Regions from separate parts of the Hordeum vulgare genome. Here region 2 is linked to region 1. The links are chromatin contacts, called in public Hi-C maps. All regions are on one chromosome and are shown on one strand. Each heading gives the region's core, a stretch centred on a gene start, on an enhancer-like site or on the middle of the called end of the contact. The rest is flanking DNA. Distances are from core to core; before and after follow the strand shown. Region 1 holds the start of LOC123449121 (beta-galactosidase 6). Region 2 holds the start of LOC123449128 (tyrosine-specific transport protein-like).

What was found. Hi-C and Micro-C count contacts between places; a contact is called where the count stands out from the background.
Region 2: a contact with region 1 is called in a Hi-C map of leaf, with 5 times the contacts expected there. The contact joins the promoter of LOC123449128 here to the promoter of LOC123449121 in region 1. A contact is called at or near these places in 3 of 6 Hi-C or Micro-C datasets (leaf and seedling) and 1 of 1 datasets of contacts at active chromatin or transcription factors (embryo).

The regions. Positions count from the first base shown.
Region 1 is chr4H:495,572,419-495,577,846 of MorexV3_pseudomolecules_assembly, reverse strand. It overlaps LOC123449121 (beta-galactosidase 6), which reads right to left and starts at 3,055. Exons shown (of 17, transcript XM_045126213.1): 1 at 2,109-3,055; 2 at 1,910-2,005; 3 at 1,419-1,531; 4 at 1,232-1,298; 5 at 883-1,119; 6 at 564-758; 7 at 374-461; 8 at 152-270. The coding sequence starts at 2,285.
Region 2 is chr4H:496,525,868-496,530,929 of MorexV3_pseudomolecules_assembly, reverse strand. LOC123449128 (tyrosine-specific transport protein-like) reads left to right here and starts at 1,278. Exons shown (of 7, transcript XM_045126224.1): 1 at 1,278-1,925; 2 at 2,555-2,948; 3 at 3,472-3,609; 4 at 3,739-3,907; 5 at 3,997-4,129; 6 at 4,272-4,442; 7 at 4,588-5,008. The coding sequence starts at 1,590. The coding sequence ends at 4,842.

The DNA.
Region 1 (5,428 bases), core at 1,806-4,305:
TACCATAAAGGTATATACACTATCATTCCTGAACAAGATTTGCTCCGCGACGCTGATTGATTTGTCTTTCTTTTCTCGTTAAAACGAAAGTTGCTTTGCCCTCTTTTTTTGGCTAAATAAAAGTTGCTTTTGTGAAAAGCGGATCGCGTACCTCTGCATTTTGACCGAGGGACATGTATGATGGATCGGTTGCTATGAGCGCAGGCTCGCACATCTTTATCGCCTTATGGACATCCCTCAAGTGGCCCCACTTTGGCTGCCTCACCAGCCCTGAATCACGCATTGCGAGAAGGGCAAAATCAAACGCATTGTTCAGGAACCGAAGGAGAAAATCGAGACACGGGCAGCTCAAAGGAAGAAGACGGGTGCTCACCGTACTCGTCGATGGGGGCGTCGTAGTCGTAGCTCGTGGATATGAACGGACCTCCGGAGCTGCGGCCGAAGTTGGTCCCTCCGTGGTACTACCGACAGAGTAGAGTTAAGAGTTAAGAAAGACCCGGCCGGAGTTAGTCACAGGAGCAGCGCAGAGCAGAGGACCATCCATCAGCTGTGGGCGCACGTACCATGTAGTAGTTCTGCAGGGTGCCGCCACGCTGGTAGAAGCGCGCGACGGCGAAGGCGAGGTCCTCGGTGGGGCGGTAGGGCACGGCGCCGCCGAAGGAGAGGAACCAGCCGCTCCAGTTCTCTGTCCACAGCTTGGGCCTGCTGGGCAAGCTGGGCGTGAACTGGTCGCAGTAGAACCCGTTGCACGTGTTGATCTGCACCCATCCATGTTTTTTTTTCCCAGTTCATTCAGATTCAGTCTCGCTGCCGTCCGGTAATAACAACGATGACCCAGGGGCGCGGCGAGCCGACAATGGATGAAAAAAAAAATGAACTTACGAGGGGTTCTGGCGCGTCGGTCTGCTGGCACATGACCCAGGGCACGCCGGTGTCGAGCGCCACGGCCATCCCGGCGGCCCACCGGATGTACGACTTCCCCGCCGCGCCGTAGGAGGCGGCGATGTTGCCGTACTCGTTCTCGATCTGCGACAGGATGATGGGCCCGCCCTGCGACGCGTACAGCCCCGCGCCCTTCATCGTCGCCACCACCTTCTCCGTGAACCGCTGCATCTCCGTCTGCACCCACACCACACCACACCACCCAACCCGAATCATCCACCGAATCATTTCACTCATGATGGATCGATCGATCAAGCTGCATTGCTCGCACAATTATGCCGCCGCGTACCTTGAAAGGCTCGTTGTCGGTGCGGAGCTTGATCCCCGGGATGAAGTGCAGCCATAGCGGGAAGCCTCTGCGGTCGGGGTCACACGATCAACAAACGGCACACGGTTAGGCTCCATCGCTCCGCTCCGCTCCTCCTACTGAAACCGAGATCGGACAGGGGGAAATTGTGTAGAGTCGGAATCCAGACCCGTAGTTCCACTCGGCGCAGACGTAGGGGCCGATCCTGAGGTGCACGTAGAGCCCGGCGTCGGCGGCGGCCTTGACGAACCTCACCAGGTCATTCCTGCCCTCGAAGTCGTACTGTCACGTTGCGGCTCGTAACCGTCAGAGTTTTCGTGGCTTGATTTTGCAACAGCAAGTAGTAGCACATACCGATACAATGCAATACACAATATATTATTTACTATGCAAAATGTCACTAGTTCGAAGGGAGCTCATGATAGACGACAGTGTACGATCGGTAAGTAATTAAAGAGAGCTTGGGAGCGAGTGGGAAGAATAAAGCATAGGGTGCAGGGGAAGCAAGCACTGCCCTTTCACACATGACATGACGACCAGCTGGAGGAGATGATTTGAGAAAAGGAGAAACGAAAGTAGTATGACACTAGAGAAAATAGCACAGCAGCAAGAGAGAGAGAGAGAGAGAGGTTGATGGCCGGTATGGAGTGGAGAACGTGCCTGTCCCCGGACGGGCTCGTGGACGTCCCAGAAGACGTACGTCTCGACCACGTCCAGGCCGCCGTCCTTGGCCTTCTGCATCAGCCCCGGCCACATCTGCAATCAACGCCAGCCAGTGTTGAGCTATCCTCGGAGAAGAGAGTAGGGAGAGGCCACGCACAGACGAGAAAGAAAGAAAGCAAAAGAGAGCCGGACGTACGTCGGGGGTGCTCCGCGGGTAGTGGATGGAGCCGGAGACGAGCACGCGGCGCACGCCGTCGATGACCAGCGCGCGGTGGTCGTACGTCACGTTGGTCGCCGCCGACGTCCCCGCCAGGCAGAGCAGCGCGAGCAGCAGGGCCGCCGCCGCGCTCGGCAGCCTGCCGACGGCCGCCATTGCTTTGTCGCTCTCCTGAGAAGAAACAGCGACAAGGACTGCACCTTGTTCGTGGGATGATGGCGTTCGGTGTACTAGCCGAGCTAGTAGCGCGGTGGACGTGGAGTGGAGTGAGGGCGACGAGCAGCAGCTGGAGTTGCTCGGTGGGGGGCGGTGAGAGAAAAGAAAAAGAAAGAGAGGAGAGAAGCCGGAGGCTGCTGCTGCTGCTGCTAGCTCGGTGCCTCGGTGTGTGGCTTGGCTTCCCAGGCGAAATGGGATTTTAACGGAGCAGCAGAGCGCACACACACCAGAGACACTACTGGTGGTTTAATATACACCCCATGGGCAGGGCACAAACGAAATGCACCTCGCTTTCTCGCTTTGTTTGTTCCTTGTGGTCTTGTGGTTTGTGGATGCGGTGGTGGTGGTGGTGCCGTGCCCCTCCTCCTTCTCCCACCGCGATTAAAAAGGCTTTTTTGCGCGCTCGCGGCAGGCAATGGGGTGGGTGTGGAGTGTGGCCGTGTTCTCTCTCGTGGATCTTCCCTGCTCTTGACCTGCCCCGGGCGTCCGGTTTTGCTGCTGCTTGCAAGCAACGGCAACAATGGCGGACACCTGGGGTGCGCGATCGCGATGAGAAAACGAGATTGAACTGGATCGGATCGGATAGACGGGAGGGAGAAAGAATTTACTCCTGCTGCGAGTTGCTAGCAGCAGTAGTTAATGGCGGCGGCGTGATGGTTCGGTGGTACACACGGCGTGGATGATTGATGGGTGGGCCGCGGGAGTAATGCAAGCATCTTCCTTCCTTGCTGCCTCTCACCCTCTTTTCTCCCTCGCTGAAAATTACACCCCCCTCTTCTTTTTTTTACTTGCTGCAGAGAGCGTTTAGTATTCCCCCTCGCCGTACGCCTCCGGGCATGTGCTCTTGGCATTGGCCTCGCAAAGAAAGATAGAAAATGGGGCCGGCTAGCTACACCGACAGGGGTCGTGTGCGGTGACCGGCCGGCGTTGTCGCTTGTCGATCCCCAGCCCCGTTACCAGCACGTAGCGCTAGTTGTACCACGTCTGCCGCTCAGGTCTAGAACGGCCTTGTCGCTTCCCCGTCCCCGCGCGCGTATCATATGCTGCACTGCCGGCGTCCTGGACTGTCCCGCGGCGAAGGATCCATCTCCTTTTCGTTTCTTATCTTGTGCTAGAAAAATGGAAATGGCGAGGGTGGAAAGTGGTGGCTTAATTTTGGAGCAGTGGAAGTGGAAGATGATGACGCGGCGAGCTGTAGACAGGAGCCAGTTGTCGCTGCCGTGCGTAGGGATTTTTTTTAAAGGAGGATGACCCCAGGCATGTGCATCTGGAAGATGCATGCAGCCATTTTATTAATTATTCACAAATATCTTATAAAGCAATACATCAATATATCTGAAGCCGTTCTCTTGGCAATATCTGTCGCTACTCCTATCCAATGATGAAGGGGTGCAGAAAGTGTAAGCCACATACCCAGACCTCTCACCTAGCCTAACATCTAAAGCCGAAGGCCCCGACCGAGCCACATACCGGGTCAGGGGCACAAACCGGTCCAACGCACCCTCATAGGTTGTCGCCGCCGCTTTCCATCAATCCATCTTCAGAAGAGTTACTGACGCATCGACCTTGCAGGGCCTGCCGTCGATGCCCCCACGGTGCCAGACAACGCCTCCTCCCAACGCGCGCTCATCATCACGCATCCGTCGTCGAGACTTTGCTGCGCCTCGCCGCCGAGACTCCACGACATCAATGTGTCACAAGGAACGCCGCTCCATCGTTGATGCCGCCCAATGATCCCTCGAGCCCGTGTGTACCTCCATGAATGACGCCCCCAAGAGGGAAACAACACCAGAGCATCGCCGCCATCCAATCTACTGATCTAGGGTTTCCCCCGAAGGTAGCAAAGAGTGGCCTTGAACTTCTCCTCAGCGATGCCTTCAGGAAGGAAATGACGTAGACAACGCCGCCATCGCCGGCTTTGGCAGTAGCCGAAAGCAAGCTTTTACCCAGATCTGTTCGAAGAACCCATCTCTCCTGCACGGGCCACCACATCCTGCGACGTCCCCAGAAAGCGGGATCCCAAGATCCGCCGCCACCGGCAACGTCACAAGGACCCACCACCTGATCGTCATCCCTGACGAAGGGGATGACGCCACCACCATGTTCAGATCCAGCATCATCCGAGAAGGAGAACCGATCTGGAGTTGTGAACCCCAGATCCGCCGGCAGCCCCCGCAGCGCCGTCAGGATCCCGTCGGGCCGCTGCCCGAGCGTGCCAACTCCGCGTCCATGCCGTACGCCCAGGAACGCCGTCGCATCTCAGCCAGAGGATCCCCTCGTGAAGAAGGGAGGAAGGCCCGCCGTCCGCCGTCCGTCGGGCGAGCTTCGCTCGCCGGCCTCCTCCGGCGGCGGCGGGAAGCAGGGGAGGAGGGAGGTCGAGGGCGGCGGCGGCTAGGGCGCCCGAGTCGCCTCCCTGGAGGCGACACGAGCGTTTCTGTGATCTTGTTGCTTCGGATCAGGATCGCGAGCGGAGAAGGCTAGCGCTGCACCTTTCTCTCAAGCCGTTGGGAGATGGGGTGATCAACCAGGAAATCAGCTATGATGTCGTGTGTAGGGATGTAGAGCAACATCCGATCCGTTCCGTTTCCAAGTTAAAATATCTCAGATCAGTTGTAATTTTTTTGTCGAATTACTTTAATTTGGGCAAATATTATGTTATGCGGATTTATGTGGGATGTCCGCCTACATCCCTACTCGTGCGGCTTCGTGAGGTCATAGAGAGATGATTTTTCTTGCAACAGTGGGTGAAGTTGTGGAAAGAGACGGAAACTTGTCTACCGTCTGGGCTGCCTTCTGGATACGTCACATACGATGCGTGGACGGATGCATAATATAACACATGTGATGAATATTGTGATCCTAGATTTTATTCCTTCAGGCTGCGCTTGATCTGAATGTAAATACAAATCTATTTCTCTTACGGGTGTAACTTAACTTAACGGTCAAGAGCGATTTGCGGGCGGAATAAAAACAGAGGACGGTCCGTATTTTTTTTACTTCTAAGTGGAAATGATGTTCCAAACAGGGCCTTATGCACGATGAAGAAAATATTCCCTCACTTTACTGAAGCTTGTACCACAACA
Region 2 (5,062 bases), core at 29-2,528, 950 kb before region 1:
TGTATGAAGCGATTTATGATGGGCGTTTTTATGCGTCACATGCCCGGCCTGTTCGTGGGACTCGGGCCGGATTTGATCAGTCCGGCTGTAGATCGTCTAAGGTCCTTCCTAGTGCATGGGTGCTAAAAGAGCCACATAGACAAAATAATGATGTGGTAAAGCAATTAAAGAGGAGAGAGAGCATTATGGTGGCCCAGGAAGAAACGGTGTTAAGCACGTGAACCTATGTAAAAAACACTATCAAACAATGCATGAAAAAGTTTAATTGTTAAATAATTCCATAAAAAAAGCTTACCAACAAAAGCTAAGCACCTATGCATTGAAAAGACTAGTTGTTAAAGTTTTTAATATACTTAGCACCTCATCTAAACATCAATGCATTGCAAGAGGCCTAAGAGCATCTCCAACAGAGGCGCTAAAAGTAGGGGCGTGCTGAAAAAACCATTAATTTAACGCGCGGGAGAAGAAAAAAGCTCTCCAACAGACGCTGCAAAACCCAGCACGCAGCAAAAACTATCCAGCGCGCTCGGACTTTTGGCATCGCACGCGGGATATTTAGTGCGTAGCGTACAGCGCGCTGAATCTTCCGACTCGCTCCGCTCCCTCGCGTCCCGCCTCGAGCTCGCCGCTACAGCCACAGCTCGCCGCCACCACTCCTGCATGCTCGTCCTCTGCTCGTCCCGGCACGGGCGGAGCCGCCGCTGCCCTTCTGCTCGCCGGCTACAACTCGCCGCCTCGAGCTCGTCGGCCGGGAGCACGTGTCGGCCGGGAGCCGCCGCTACTCTTCTGCTCGCCGCCTCGAGCTTGCCGCCTTCCTGCAGCTCGCCGCGTCGAGCTCGCCGGCCGGGAGCGTGTGCGGTGGCCGGAGGCGAGCGGCGCGTGCGGAGCTTGCGATTCCAAGCTAGCTCGCGTGCGGTGGCAAGCGGCGCGTGCGTAGCTTGCTAATTCCATCAGCAAACTAGCTAGCTTGCGATTCCATCAGCACGCTTGCGATTCGATCATCAGCTAGCTAGCTTGCTCCAACGATTGGGGACTTAATTGCGTTTTTGTTTTGGTCAAATGGACTTATTTGTAAATGTTAGGGACCTGTTTGTTGTAGATATATTTGTGGCGCACTAATTTTTTAGTACGTCTGCTGGAACGCGACGCGCGCATAATTTTTTCAACGACCGCTGGAGTCAGAGCTCCGCTGCGCGCAAAAACAGATAACTCCGACGCTGTAAATTGCTTTTTAGCACGCGGAGTTGCACTTGTGTTGGAAATGCTCTAACACGCACGCAAAAATCTTCTCCCCGGTCCGTCGGGTAGCAGACATCACATCCTTTCCCGTACGGTGCAAAGGTCGAGACTCGAGACACGCACGGTCCAGAATCTCTCCGACTAGCGTCCGGCGTCCGCTCGGCTCTCGCCGTGTGCACCACAACTTCCGCTTTTCTGTAGACGACGACCGCAGTCCGCAGCCACTCGAGCTGAAGATTCAGTATATTCATTGGCCACTCCAGTGATGAGATGAATATACCACCACACCACCAGATCGAATCCGGAATCCCGCTCCGAGCCCGCCATCAAGCCAGCCATAGCTCGGCCGGATGCAGGGCATCGTCATCCGGCGCGCGCTCTGCCCGGCCAAGCTCCACCGCCACGTCCCGTCCAGCCTATCCAGAAGCCTTTGCTGCCGCGGCGGCGGCGACACACGGTGCGGCGCTGCTCCGGGCAAGAGGGCGCGGGCCGTCGTGGTGAGAGCACGTGGCGGCCCGAAGGTAGGAGATGGCGACCAAGCGCCGCCGCTGCCGGATGCCGTCGGAGCGTCACCGCCACCAGGTGGCGGGCCGAAGAGAGGGAGCGTGGCTGGTGCCGTTGCGCTCATAGTGGGGACAAGCATCGGGTCAGGCATCCTTGCCGTGCCGCAGAGCACCGCGCCCGCGGTGAGTTTCTCTTCCCTTTGTTCTGCCGAGAATTTCACCGGCATGGCAGGCCCAGGCGTCAGATCTACGGTGGCACAACAGAATTAATCAGCCAAGTAAATTGTACTGAATGAAATGTTGAAATTATTACTACTATCATATTGTCCTTTGTGGCCCGTCCGCACTGCACAGTCCCACCTACAACGATCCCTAGAAGGTCAGCATTTCATGGAGTAATGGCCCATCTACCACCCATATCAGTACAGTGAATTGCCCAAGCACGGAGGCCCCCATATGAAAGTTTTCATTGAACACATCTGAAAACAGCCACATGTATCTGCCCGCCATGACCACCAACCGGCGTCGCTGTGCGCATTCAATTGGCGTCTCATTCGTCATCTTTGGCTGGCGGGATCAATCTTAAATCGTTCCAACTTGAGCTTTCGCGTTCTGGAAATACGATACCCAGGAGCAGAACAACGAACAGCGTCAAGTAATTTGACCTACTAGTATGATCTGGAAATCCGGAATGCCGCCACATAATTTCACTCGCACATTTTCTTGCATGGAGTAAAGCAATATATGTTGCGAATGAAGGTAGCATGACAGACCAGAATTGTCCTTGATGCTACTACTCCGGCAATTCACAGGGTTTCGTTCCAAGCGCCGTGTGCATGGTCGTCTGCTGGGCCTTCCTGGTGGCCGAAGCGCTCCTCATCGCCGAGATCAACGTCCACCTGCGTCGGAAGAGCAAGAAAGACGGCGGCGATGGTGCAGGCCTGGAGGTGATATCCATGAAGAGCATGGCGCAGGCGACGCTTGGCGAGTGGGGAGGGAACCTGGCCGCCACCGCCTACCTGTTCCTGTCCTACACTTCCATGGTCGCCTACACGTCCAAGTCCGGCGAGGTGCTCTCCCGCGCGATCGGCGTGCCCGAGCCTGTCTCTGGCGCCGCCTTCACCGCCGCCCTCGCGCTCCTCATCGCCGCCGGTGGCACGGGTGTCACCGCCCAAGTGAACCAAGTGCTCACCTTCTTCATGATAGGTACGTACTGTACTGCTTGCTCGCAACGCCTACCAGTACCAGTGTGGTACACTACGTATAGTAGTGTATGTGAGTTGTCACTTCGATGAACGGCCAGTACCATAGAAGTAGCACTGTAGTACTAAGAACGGATACATCACTACTGAGATCTGCATTAACGCGTAGGAGCGCAGGACAAATCTTTGCTCTGAGCCGGTGAGCCCGTTGCTTTCTCTGCAGTCTCAGCATTTCCATCTACTCCCTCCGTTCCTAAATATAAGTCTTTTAACCAATTTCACTAGGTATGTACATACGAAGCAAAATAATTGAATGTACACTCTAAAATATGTCTATATACATCCGTATGTGGTCCACTAGTGAAATCTCTACAAATACTTATACTATTTAGGAACGGAGGGAGTAGCTAGCATTGCACATGGAATTCATATCGGGAATAGCAGATACCATACACCTTACAAATGGCGCAAAGTCTTGGGCACTGGTGCGTATCACTCTCATCACCGTGATCTGTCTACTGACACAGGTTTGCTGCTAATGATTGAAGTCTCGGCGGTGGCGTTCGGCGGCGGCCTGAGTCTGCCAGCGAACGCCCACTGGGAGCAGGTTCCAGCGACGCTGCCGGTGATCATCTTCACGCTGGTCTACCACGACATCGCGCCAGGTAGCGTACGTGCCCAAGAGAAACCACGTGCTGCCACCACGCCAGATACACAAAGCGTTCATGGTACAGTACCAACCAAACCAAACCAAACCAGTACTGAACATAATGCGTTGCGGTTGGCGCATGCAGTGATCTGCGCGTACCTGGAGGGGGACCTCGCGAGGATCCGGCTCTCGATCCTAGTCGGGAGCCTGGTGCCGCTCGTCTCCCTGCTCGTGTGGGACGACGTCGCGCTCACCCTCTCCGCCTCCTCCACGGACCCCAACGGATTCGGCATCCTCGACATGCTGGAGACAGAGTAAGCACCGCCGCCGTACCCAAGGACATGCGGCGTTGGAGGCATTGTATCGAACCCCACCGGCGAATCATGCAGTTATTTTCGTGTAGGTGGAGCTACGTGGTGGTCGAGACCTTCTCGCTCCTGGCTGTCGGGACGTCTCTCATCGGGACCCTGCTTGCGGCGTCGCAGTTCTTCATCGAGCAGATGACCAATCTAACCACCTCCTTAGCCGATGGAAATGTATGCTTCAACCCACTGCTTCAACCGATCTACTAGCACTTCATATACACCACTAATCAAACTACCTGGAGAACCATCTTTTTTCATTGTCATCAGTAGGGAACAATCTGTTAAAACTTAAAAGTGCTCTGACAAAGTGCAGGCAAAGGTCGACGAAGGCGCTTCTGAAGGAGAAGGATCTAGCCAGCTTGGTTGGCCAACATTCCTAGAAAACAACAAGATCAGCTACGTTGCCACAGGGGTGGTGGTTGTCCCAACCATGCTGATAGCAGCTGCTGTTCCAGATTCATTCTCCATAGCCACTGACATCGCCGTAAGTTTAAATCAAAGCAAGTGCACTTCCTCAGATCCTGAGCCGCAGCTTGGCAGAGAAGTAGTAACACATAAGCAAAGTTCCTAGCTACAGTATGAATTGTTGACTGATTGATAGCTTGCTCGTCTGATTTCCACATGTTCAGGGGGGCTACTGCATGACCATCTTGTACGGTGTTCTCCCTCCACTGATGGCCTGGTCCATTGGCTCCAAATTATCTGATAAAAAAGCTGGGTTTGGACAAGTAGAAGTATCCAGGGCTGGCAAAGAAAGAGTGGGCTTCACCGGTGCAAAGCCTGTGCTGGTGGGGATGGGGGTGTTCTCTGTACTCATGGTCTTCCAGCAAATCTTGCAAGACCTTGTCAGTTTTAACGCTTATCTGCTGTCATGGGCTAGCTAGAGTAGCAAGTGCTGAATAATCGAGAATGTCTCTAGTCATGGTTTGCTGATTCGGGATTCAGCGCGTGATGTAAAGTTGTAAACGGAGACCCCCTGCAAACCATATGTATCAGTGTACATAACTTCTCTTTTTACCACCATTAGTTGATTGGAGGTGCTCCTGGCTACTTCTCTTTCTTCTGAAAAAAACTAGCCGCACATACTTACACTGTTTTTCTAGA